Regions from separate parts of the Mus musculus genome. Here regions 2 and 3 are each linked to region 1. The links are chromatin contacts, called in public HiChIP or PLAC-seq maps. All regions are on one chromosome and are shown on one strand. Each heading gives the region's core, a stretch centred on a gene start, on an enhancer-like site or on the middle of the called end of the contact. The rest is flanking DNA. Distances are from core to core; before and after follow the strand shown. Region 1 holds the start of Slc2a3 (solute carrier family 2 (facilitated glucose transporter), member 3). Region 2 holds the start of Pianp (PILR alpha associated neural protein). Region 3 holds the start of Ptms (parathymosin).

Region 1 (2,813 bases), core at 129-2,628:
TTTTATTTTTCTTATCTCTAGACTACCCAACCCACCAGCAACATCCTGGGCCCTCTTGAGAGTCTTCCTGTTCTCTAAATATGGTACCATTCTCCGCCCAGCTGGCCAGAGCCTCTGCTCATTTTAAACACATTATTAGGAGCCATTTTTAGCAAGGGGGGATCAGGCAGACATCTCCTCACCTTGCTGGGAAATCACTCAAGCAGGCAGGGACATCTCAAAACTGGAGTCTGAGGCCGACCTATTTGGCCTGCTACAACCTCTTCACCTGTCCTTAAGTTCCTCTTAAGGTCACTCCCGGTGGCAGGCTGGGAGCGTCTAGCAGCGAGCTGACCTTCCCGGCAGCCTCCCAGTCTCTCGGTGGTTAAGTGCTGTCCCTTCCAGGCGAAGGCCCTTTCCTTGTTGTAAAACCCTCTTTACAGACATCCCCTCTTTTATCCTGATTTTTTTTTCACGGTCTCTTAATTTACTTAATTTCCAAGTTAATCTTCGTGGAAATGCCCTTTTCCTTACAAATACTGCCTTCCTCCCTCCGCCCACACTAACTCCGATACATCCTGCACTCACAACCATAGTAAGGACAACTGGACTTCCCTCCCCACAGTACCGGGAACCCAAGGACCGATAGCGGGATGCTGAACAGCAAACCCAAGCCAACCCCACGTCCTCTCAAGGTCTAAGCCTTTCCCAAGCCTTCCAGCTGGCTCCGAGACCCCCGCGGCCAAGTCCTACCCTCTTCGCTCTCATCACAGCTACCTCAAACACACCCGAGAGGCAAACAGCTTCTGAGGTGACTTTCACGTGCTAAGAAGGTGTCCGAGAGGATCCTCGTCAGGTAGGAGATGCCTAGAACGCTAACACTAGTATCGAATTGCTTGCTGGAGCTGATAAGAAAAGGCCTCCGTCCGGATGGCTCGGTGACTTAGGAGAAACCGGAGCACGGCGATCCGCACCACGACCTACCTCCGTGAGGACCCCAAACAAGCAAATAAAAACAACCAGCTCTTACCTTCGTTGTCCCCATGGTCCCAACCTAGTTCTCAAGTCTTAAGGTAGATCTAGAGGTATCCAGCCAATGTTCTCGGCAGCAAGTGTTCCTCGGGTCCTACAGAAGCCGCTCTCAGAAGGCTTAAGGACTATCACCGAAAGCATCACAGCCCGAAGCCCAGCCTACCTATTTATAATCTCTGCAAGGGGTGGAGCCTTCAACCTCCCACCCCCCAATCCTTAACCTGTGACCCCAGGAATTCAGTGACCTCTTATCTGATCTTCACCGCTCCACCCCCAGCCCCTGTCCTTTGCAATCAACCACCATCACCCACCCCCTCCTGCTTTTTACCACATCCTCCTCGTGGTTCTTTTTTTTTTCCCCTCAAAGCGCTTCCAAATTCCTTCCCCTTTTCAAGAGCCGACAGCCTTTTTGTTTCACAGAAAAAAATACTAAAACAAAGTTTGGAGGGCGGGCAAATTTGAAGGCAGTCGGGATGGAATCAGTCTAAACGCAGAGTAGAGTCAGTGCTGCTTTTAGTTGAAAGTCATCCAAGGAGCAGGAAGCAGAGAATTGATAATGCGTTTTCATTATAGGCTGGGTGTACTCGCCTTGAAGGAGGGAAAGGCGAGGCAGTCCAAGAAAACGCATCCAGGTGTGAAGGCAGCCTTCTTGACTTGAGGCTCCAAGAAGGATCAAGTGAAGTACACAGCCCCAATTCCTCACCACAGCATACGCCACCCCACCCATTGTGAATTCTGCCTCTCTCAGCTCTGTTTTGAGATTAACAGCATCTAGAAACACAACAAATATCTAATTCAACTTACAGATTTTTGCTGAGTGCATAGCTCTCAAGCGGGAAGAAAAAATTAAGAGCTGGGGTGGAGGTGTCTCGCAGTGGTATAGCACTTGCCGCGGCTCTAGGTTAAACCCCCAGAACAATCAGTCTAGGGTAACTGATTCTCATATAAGAAACGTTTGCTAACATACTATTACCTAGGGATTGTGTGTCTCTCGAAAGACAAACTTGAGACAAGTACTTCACTACCACACTGAAAGAAACCTAAAAAGTTGGGTACGCGAAAGGAGAGCTTACAGAGAGGCCTGCGATGGCCTGCAGGAGGCAGGCACATTTCAGGTGAGCTCCAGAGTGAAGCAGCTGAGCACGTGATAAACGTGTGACACTGAGGCTCTAGGCTCTGACTCCCGGTGCGGGGGAGGGAAGGCGACCCCTCCCCTGAAGAGTGATTTGGTATAGGCTCGAGGAAGGAAAGGCATCTTCAGTCCCTAGCTTTCTGGGCAGAGATCTAGACTGATGGACTGAACTGAAGCAAACCTGGTCCCTTTCTCCTTAAAGGAGGGTCTTTGCCAAATCGGATGCTTGCTGAGAAAACTGAGGTGGAGTGAACCGGACCGCGCAAGAAAATCATCCCCGAGGTTGCACCCCCTTGCTCTCGTCATTTTTCTTTCCTAGAAGCACTGAGTCGGAAGCGCCGTTTAATTACCACAGCAACTGAATCTAGCAGCTAAAGAAATAGTAAAGCCCAAAGGCCAGTGCCTGCCAGTAGAAAGAGAATCCAAGCCACTTGGTGCAACATTCCATTTTCCTGTAGCCACATTAGAAATAATGAAGGTTGTCAAGATGGCTTAGCAGGTAAAGGCACTTGCTGCCAAGTCTGGAGACCTGAGTTTCATCCCCACGACCCACACATGGTGTCAGGAGAAAACCAAGTCCACAAAGTTGTCCTCTTTTTGTTGTTTTGTTTTGTTTTGTTTTGGAAACAGGGTTTCTCTGTGTGGCCCTGGCTATACTCGAACTTGCTTT
Region 2 (2,813 bases), core at 173-2,672, 2.3 Mb after region 1:
GGTTGGACAAATGAGTCTGGCACTCATTTGTAAATTTAGGACTCACTGACATTTACAGAGTGTTTAAGCCCTGGGACTGGATGAGATCACTGGACAAAGAATGTGGAAAGAAAAGAAGGCCAAGGACTAAGCCCTAGGAGCGCCAACATGTCGAGGTCAGAACCGAGGAAGACAGTAAAGAACAGCCAGAGGGTTGGAGGGGAGCCAGGAAAGTGTGGTTTCCTAGAAGTTTGGGGCGCAGGGTTGGGGGGGGTCATGCAGGGAGAAGGGTTAGGTATGAATGGGTAGGGTCAAAGGAATTTTAAAAAAGATTTATTTATTTATTATATGTAAGTACACTGTAGCTGTCTTTAGACACTCCAGAAGAGGGAGTCAGATCTCGTTACTGATGGTTGTGAGCCACCATGTGGTTGCTGGGATTTGAACTCAGGACCTTTGGAAGCATAGTAGTCAGTGCTCTTAACCACTAAGCCATCTCCCCAGCCCCAGAATTCTCTTTATTACATCTAATTAGTGTATGTGTCACACCACTTGTTCAGGGGTCTGGTGACAACTTTCCTTCCACCATGTGGGTCCTGGGGATAGAACCCAGGTAGTCAGGCTTGGTGGCAAGCACCTTTGTCCCCTGAGCCATCTCCACGGCCCAGGTCAAGGGAGTTTTAAGAGATTAGAAAAGGGCACTCAGAAGCCTGAATCTAAGTGAGCCCGTGTAGACCATTTGGGAACAGACAAGGAGAAACTTCTAGAGGGAACAGCAGGGTGCAAAGCCCCGAGGCAGGCTTCTAGTGCCTCTGGTCTAGGAATATTCCCCAACTGCACTAAGGCTGTGCCGAAGAAATCCTTAGGAAAGAAAGCTGGAGATACCCAGAGGCAGGAATCTACGGGGGCCTCCTTGTGAGCCATAGTGAGTGTTGGATATTCTGAGTCTCGGAAAAGCTAAGTATAGCAAATGGTCTTGAACCATTTAAGGACTGTTTGGGTTGCTTCAGGGAGAATGAATTATAAGAAGGATCATAGTGAAATGAGGAATTAATCTGCTGGGGGCACTCCAATTTGCGTATGCAGTCTTCTCTCCCACCCCTCTTTGGTCCTCTCACCCACGGTCTTGAGCTGCCTTTCCACCTTTGCCAGAGTTGGGGACTCAAATGTATGGATGACTCAGAATCTCAGACTGCTTGGGGGTCAGAAATCATGAGGTCTGTGAAGCTGCGCTTAGGTAGAGGGGAAGCTTACCATCACTACCCAAAGGAGGTTGCGTCCCCCCAACCCCCTCCATCCCTGCTCCTCTTCCCAACCTTGCACCTGGACAAAAGCTGAGCTCGCAGCGTAGCAAACGAAGGGTTAAGTCGTGCGTGGCCTACAGACGTGAGAAGGAGAGGCGGAGACCAAGTGGTCCTAGTCGCCCGCCGAACCCAGCCGAGCCCGGCCGAGCCCAGCCGAGCCCAGCCGAAGCGAGCGTCTCCCGCCGCCGCCGCCGCCGCCGCCGCCCCGCGCCCCGGGCGCCCGCCCCCCTCCGGCTCCAGCTCCTCGCTGCCAGCCAAACCTCCCGACCATGCCCGGCGCCCCACCCGTTTCTGCGACCCCCCAGCCCCGCGTAGCTCCGAGCGCCTGCAGTCGTCGCGCCGCCACACCAGGCATGCAGGTGAGCGAGGGGGACCCAAAGCCCCTACCCGTAGGGAGCAGACTCTGCCCTCCCAGTGCCAGCTCCGCGTCCTTCGCCCCCCGCCCCTCCTGGCGCGGTCTCCAGCCGCCTCCAGTCTCCCAGAGCTCCTTTCCACAGTGCCCTCCATCCCTCCGCTGTCCTGACTCCATCCTACCCTCTTGGTGCAGCAGTCAACGTCTCCGCGCCTGCCACCATCCCGCCTTTAGCTCATCCTGCAGCTTCGGGCATCCTCCTGCCTCAGGTCCCCTTTCCGCTCTGGGTGCTCCCTCCAAATCCCTTGGCCGATCGTTTCCTTATTTTTCCCGGTTCGCACCGCTTTCCAACCCTATCCAGGGAGCGCAGGCCTGTGGGATTGGCGGGATTGGGGGGCTCTGCTAGAGATGGGGCCCGGTTCCCCCACCCCACCCCCAGTTCGTCTTCTGCGCACAACAGGTCGGTGAGGAGCGCGAAGGGGGTGGGGTGGCGCACCAGCTTGGGGACTGCGGACTTCCTGGAGGGGGTGACAGAGGGGTACGGGGTGTGTGAAGGGGCTGGAGTTGACATTGGTGGTGGTGGTGGGTTGTAGCCAACGAAGGGGCAGGTATGCCCTGGAGTAGCGGGCCACTGGTGTCGCCGAGTCCTTATTCGCTCCACTGGTTCGGCTACCATTTCTTTCCTCCCGTTTCTAACCTCCTCCCACTAAGCCCCCCGGCCTCTTTCCTTTCCCTTCTCTTTCACCTGGCCTCCAGCTCTGTCTCCATATCTCTTTCAATTTCAAGAAACAATTCCTAACTCCTCCATCTTTGCTGTTCTGTCCACCCCCCACCTCCGGTCCCCGTCCCTTCCTTTTTTGATTTTGCCTTCAACACCGTGTTCTAATCTGTCTCAATGACTCTCTCCCCGTCTCTGATCTCCACCGTCCTTTTCTCTTCCACTCTCTTTGCTTCTGCCCTGACCAGACCCCTCCATCCTCCTGCCTGATGCCTGTTTTCTTTTCCCTCCCTGCCGTCTTCTCTCTTCAGCATCCTTGGCCAATCTCCTGTAGCCCCTCTTTCCTCCCCATCTCCTCCCTTCCCAGCTGCTGTCTGTCCGTCTTCTCACTCTTGACCAACCTTTTCCCTCGCAGCCTTTCACCTCTCGCACCCCCCTCCCCTCCCTAGTTTATTCCCTG
Region 3 (2,813 bases), core at 170-2,669, 2.2 Mb after region 1:
CCCACACACTCGCTGGATCTCAGACATACAAAGACGCCTACTCGGTGAAGTCACATGCCACCGCACAACCCACCGGAGGGCCACACAGGCACACCTTATCAGATCTCACATGTCCCCTCTTCCCACTGCCTTTCATCCTATCAGCTCCCTCCTTCCACTTGGACCTCGAGAACTATACTGCGCCCCCCCCCCCAAAAAAAAAAGACTGGGCTCCCAGCCCCCAAGCCTGGCCGCATTAATTTCCCTAAGCGGCACTCCGCAGTTTCCCTGGGGAAATTAGAGGAAGGCTGAAAGAGAGACAAGGGCAAAGGGATGAGGCCGGGAAAGGCAGCTGCTGAGAGCAAAGATAGCTTGACGTATGGTCAGGCGATGCTGAGCTCCAGCTTTTTCGAAGGCTCGTTTCTCCGTCTTTCTGATTTTTAGAAATTCAACATGAGGGGAGGCGATAATGGAAAAAAAATGGAAATCGGTAGTAGAGGAAGAACAAATGAAGATGGGCAAAAAATTTTTTTAAAAATTAAAAAGGGGGGGTGGAGAGGAGCAGCCCTTCAGGGACGAGGACAGACGGTCGGGCGGCAAGGGGAGGAGCCGAGGAGTAGCCTCCCGGGAGAGTCCTGTTTACACTTGAGGATCCCAAACCGCTTAGCAGAGGAAAGGTGAGGTCATAGTGGCAAGAGACCTGGGGGCTCGGCTCGGACATGGGGCCCGGGAAGCTAGAGGCGCCGCTCTCCGACGAGAAGGCGGACCGGGCAGAGGCGGGCGCGGCAGGCAGGGCACGAGAGGGGTGGGGATGGCGGGGCCGGGCGCAGGCCGGGCGGTGAGGCCCGAGCCACGGCGCGCTGGGCCGCTAGAGGGCGCCGGTGGTGCCGAGCGGGATAGGCAGCGCCGGGCTCCGAGCGGGGGGAGGGCGCAGCGGGGTCCGCGGGGACCGGGCGCCAGGGCCGCTCGGGGCCGTCGGGGGCGACCGGGCGCGAAGGACCGCGCCGATCCCGGGGCCGCCCGGGTGCCGCGCCGCCGCCGCCCCTGCCCGTACCTTGGCACTCAGCTCGGCCGCTGCCTCCACGCTCTTCTCCGACATGGTGCCGGGGCCGGGGCTGGCAGGGAGCCGGGGTCCCGGGGCCGAGGCGGAGGAGCCCTGGACGGCGGAGGGTGGCCGCGGCCGGAACTTGGCGCGGTGGCGGCGGCGGCAGCGGCAGCGACGGCCGCTCGGCAAGCTGGCTCGCTGCAAGAGGCGGCAGAGGCGCGCGGGGTGGGGCGGGGGTGGGTCCCGAGCAGAGACCCGCAGGGCTGCGGCCGTCCGGAGGGCGGGCGGGCGGGCAGGCGGGAGGACGATGCGGGCGGTGGCCGGCGCGCTCCGGTCGCGGTCGCTCGGTCTTGCTCGCCGCCCCCGCACCAGCAGAGCTGCCGCCGACCAGCCGCTGCCGCCCCCGGGAAGGGAACCCGCTTTTAAGGCGGCGCTGCCCGACGGGAGGGGCTTCCCAGGGGTGGGGCAGGCGAGAGCGGGGAGGAGAGGAGAGGGGAGGGGGATGAAAGAGGAGGTTGGAGAGGTGGGGATAGGAGGATGAAAGCGAAGGGCGGGAGAGCGAGCGGGACAGGAGGAAGGACGAGACCGGGCGGGGGAATGGAGAGACTGACGGTTCGGGAGCGAGCGGAGTGGGGCGAGGAGGTGGGAAGGGGTGGGGTTCCTGCGGGGAGACACCGCTCCAAATGCCAGCCTACTGCCTGCAAGCTGGAGTCTGGCTCCTGGGGGCGGACTGGCCAGACTCCTGCTGACCTCCTCCTTTTAGCCCTGGGATTTTGCTAAAGTGGGGGTGCAGGGAGTGGGGCTGTAGATGTAGAGGCTGGGCAGGTATTTGAGAAACCAAAAGCTGAAAGGAGAGGAAGAAGGCTGCAGAGCCACTTCCATTTCTCGCTCCTGTCCGCCTTCTCTAGGTGGCCTTGAGGAGGAAAGTGAGAGTACAAAGGACAGCCTGGGCCTCTCGGCTGGACTTGACATTTGTGGTCCTTGTCGGGTTCCTTCCAGTCTGTTTCGGGGGATGTGAGGGGCCCTCTGATGTTCTCGTCTGCCTCTTTATTCTTCTCTCCTCTTACCTGTCTCACCTCACTTAATTGCCTGGTTCTTGTGTTTCTCTTCACCTCTTCATTCATATAGACCGAGACCCCTCCCTTACAACCATCTACATCTCTTATGTCTCAATTTACTTTGCTCCAGATAACACTGTTTTCTTACCTGATTATCACCTGGCCCTATAAACTTAGCTAATTTTCAACTCTTTCCGATTGTCCTTGTACATTTTCCCTCTCGTAGCTCTTCTCTGTCTTCCCCCCAGTCTTTCTGAATTCAATTGTCCTTTGCACACACGGGCCCAGATACGGGGTTCCTTGTCCTCAGCGCCTCACCCCTAGGTTCAGAATCTTTAGATAATTTTTTGAGAACCCTAAGATTCAGAAAGAGACGGGCTGGCCTGTCAGTCTGAGGCCCGAACGGTGGATGAAGAAGAAGGCTGGGCTTTGGGAAAAGATTGTCTTTGGGGTGTGTGTGTGTGTGTGTGTGTGTGTGTGTGTGTGTGTGTGTGTGTGATCTGTCATTATTACCCCTCACCTTTTCCTAATCATTTTTATTTCCTTAATAAAAAACATCACCTTTAGCCAGATGACCTATTCAGCACTTGGGAAGCTGAGGCAGGAGGATTGCCATTAGTTTGAGGGCATCCTGAGCAATACATCTTGCCCCTTCCCGACCCCCCCCCCCAATTAGAAAAAAAGGGAAGCCATTGTTGGTCTTCCATCATCATTTAGCATGTGAGCGTGTC

Evidence for each region. HiChIP or PLAC-seq counts read pairs in DNA pulled down with a chosen protein or histone mark.
Region 2: a contact with region 1 is called in an H3K27ac HiChIP or PLAC-seq map of embryonic stem cells, with 14 times the contacts expected there. The contact joins the promoter of Pianp here to the promoter of Slc2a3 in region 1. A contact is called at or near these places in 1 of 484 Hi-C or Micro-C datasets (embryonic stem cells) and 2 of 115 datasets of contacts at active chromatin or transcription factors (both in embryonic stem cells).
Region 3: a contact with region 1 is called in an H3K4me3 HiChIP or PLAC-seq map of stem cell-derived neural progenitor cells, with 4 times the contacts expected there. The contact joins the promoter of Ptms here to the promoter of Slc2a3 in region 1. A contact is called at or near these places in 4 of 115 datasets of contacts at active chromatin or transcription factors (embryonic stem cells, extraembryonic endoderm stem cells and stem cell-derived neural progenitor cells) and 2 of 9 other capture datasets (adipose tissue and embryonic stem cells).

What each region holds. Positions count from the first base shown.
Region 1 is chr6:122,741,367-122,744,179 of GRCm38.p6, forward strand. It overlaps Slc2a3 (solute carrier family 2 (facilitated glucose transporter), member 3), which reads right to left and starts at 1,379. Exons shown (of 10, transcript NM_011401.4): 1 at 1,010-1,379. The coding sequence starts at 1,024.
Region 2 is chr6:124,995,298-124,998,110 of GRCm38.p6, forward strand. It overlaps Pianp (PILR alpha associated neural protein), which reads left to right and starts at 1,423. Exons shown (of 6, transcript NM_175696.4): 1 at 1,423-1,642. It also overlaps a transcript of Cops7a not described here.
Region 3 is chr6:124,916,527-124,919,339 of GRCm38.p6, forward strand. It overlaps Ptms (parathymosin), which reads right to left and starts at 1,420. Exons shown (of 5, transcript NM_026988.2): 1 at 1,034-1,420. The coding sequence starts at 1,078. It overlaps A230083G16Rik (RIKEN cDNA A230083G16 gene), which reads left to right and starts at 337. Exons shown (of 2, transcript NR_152158.1): 1 at 337-656.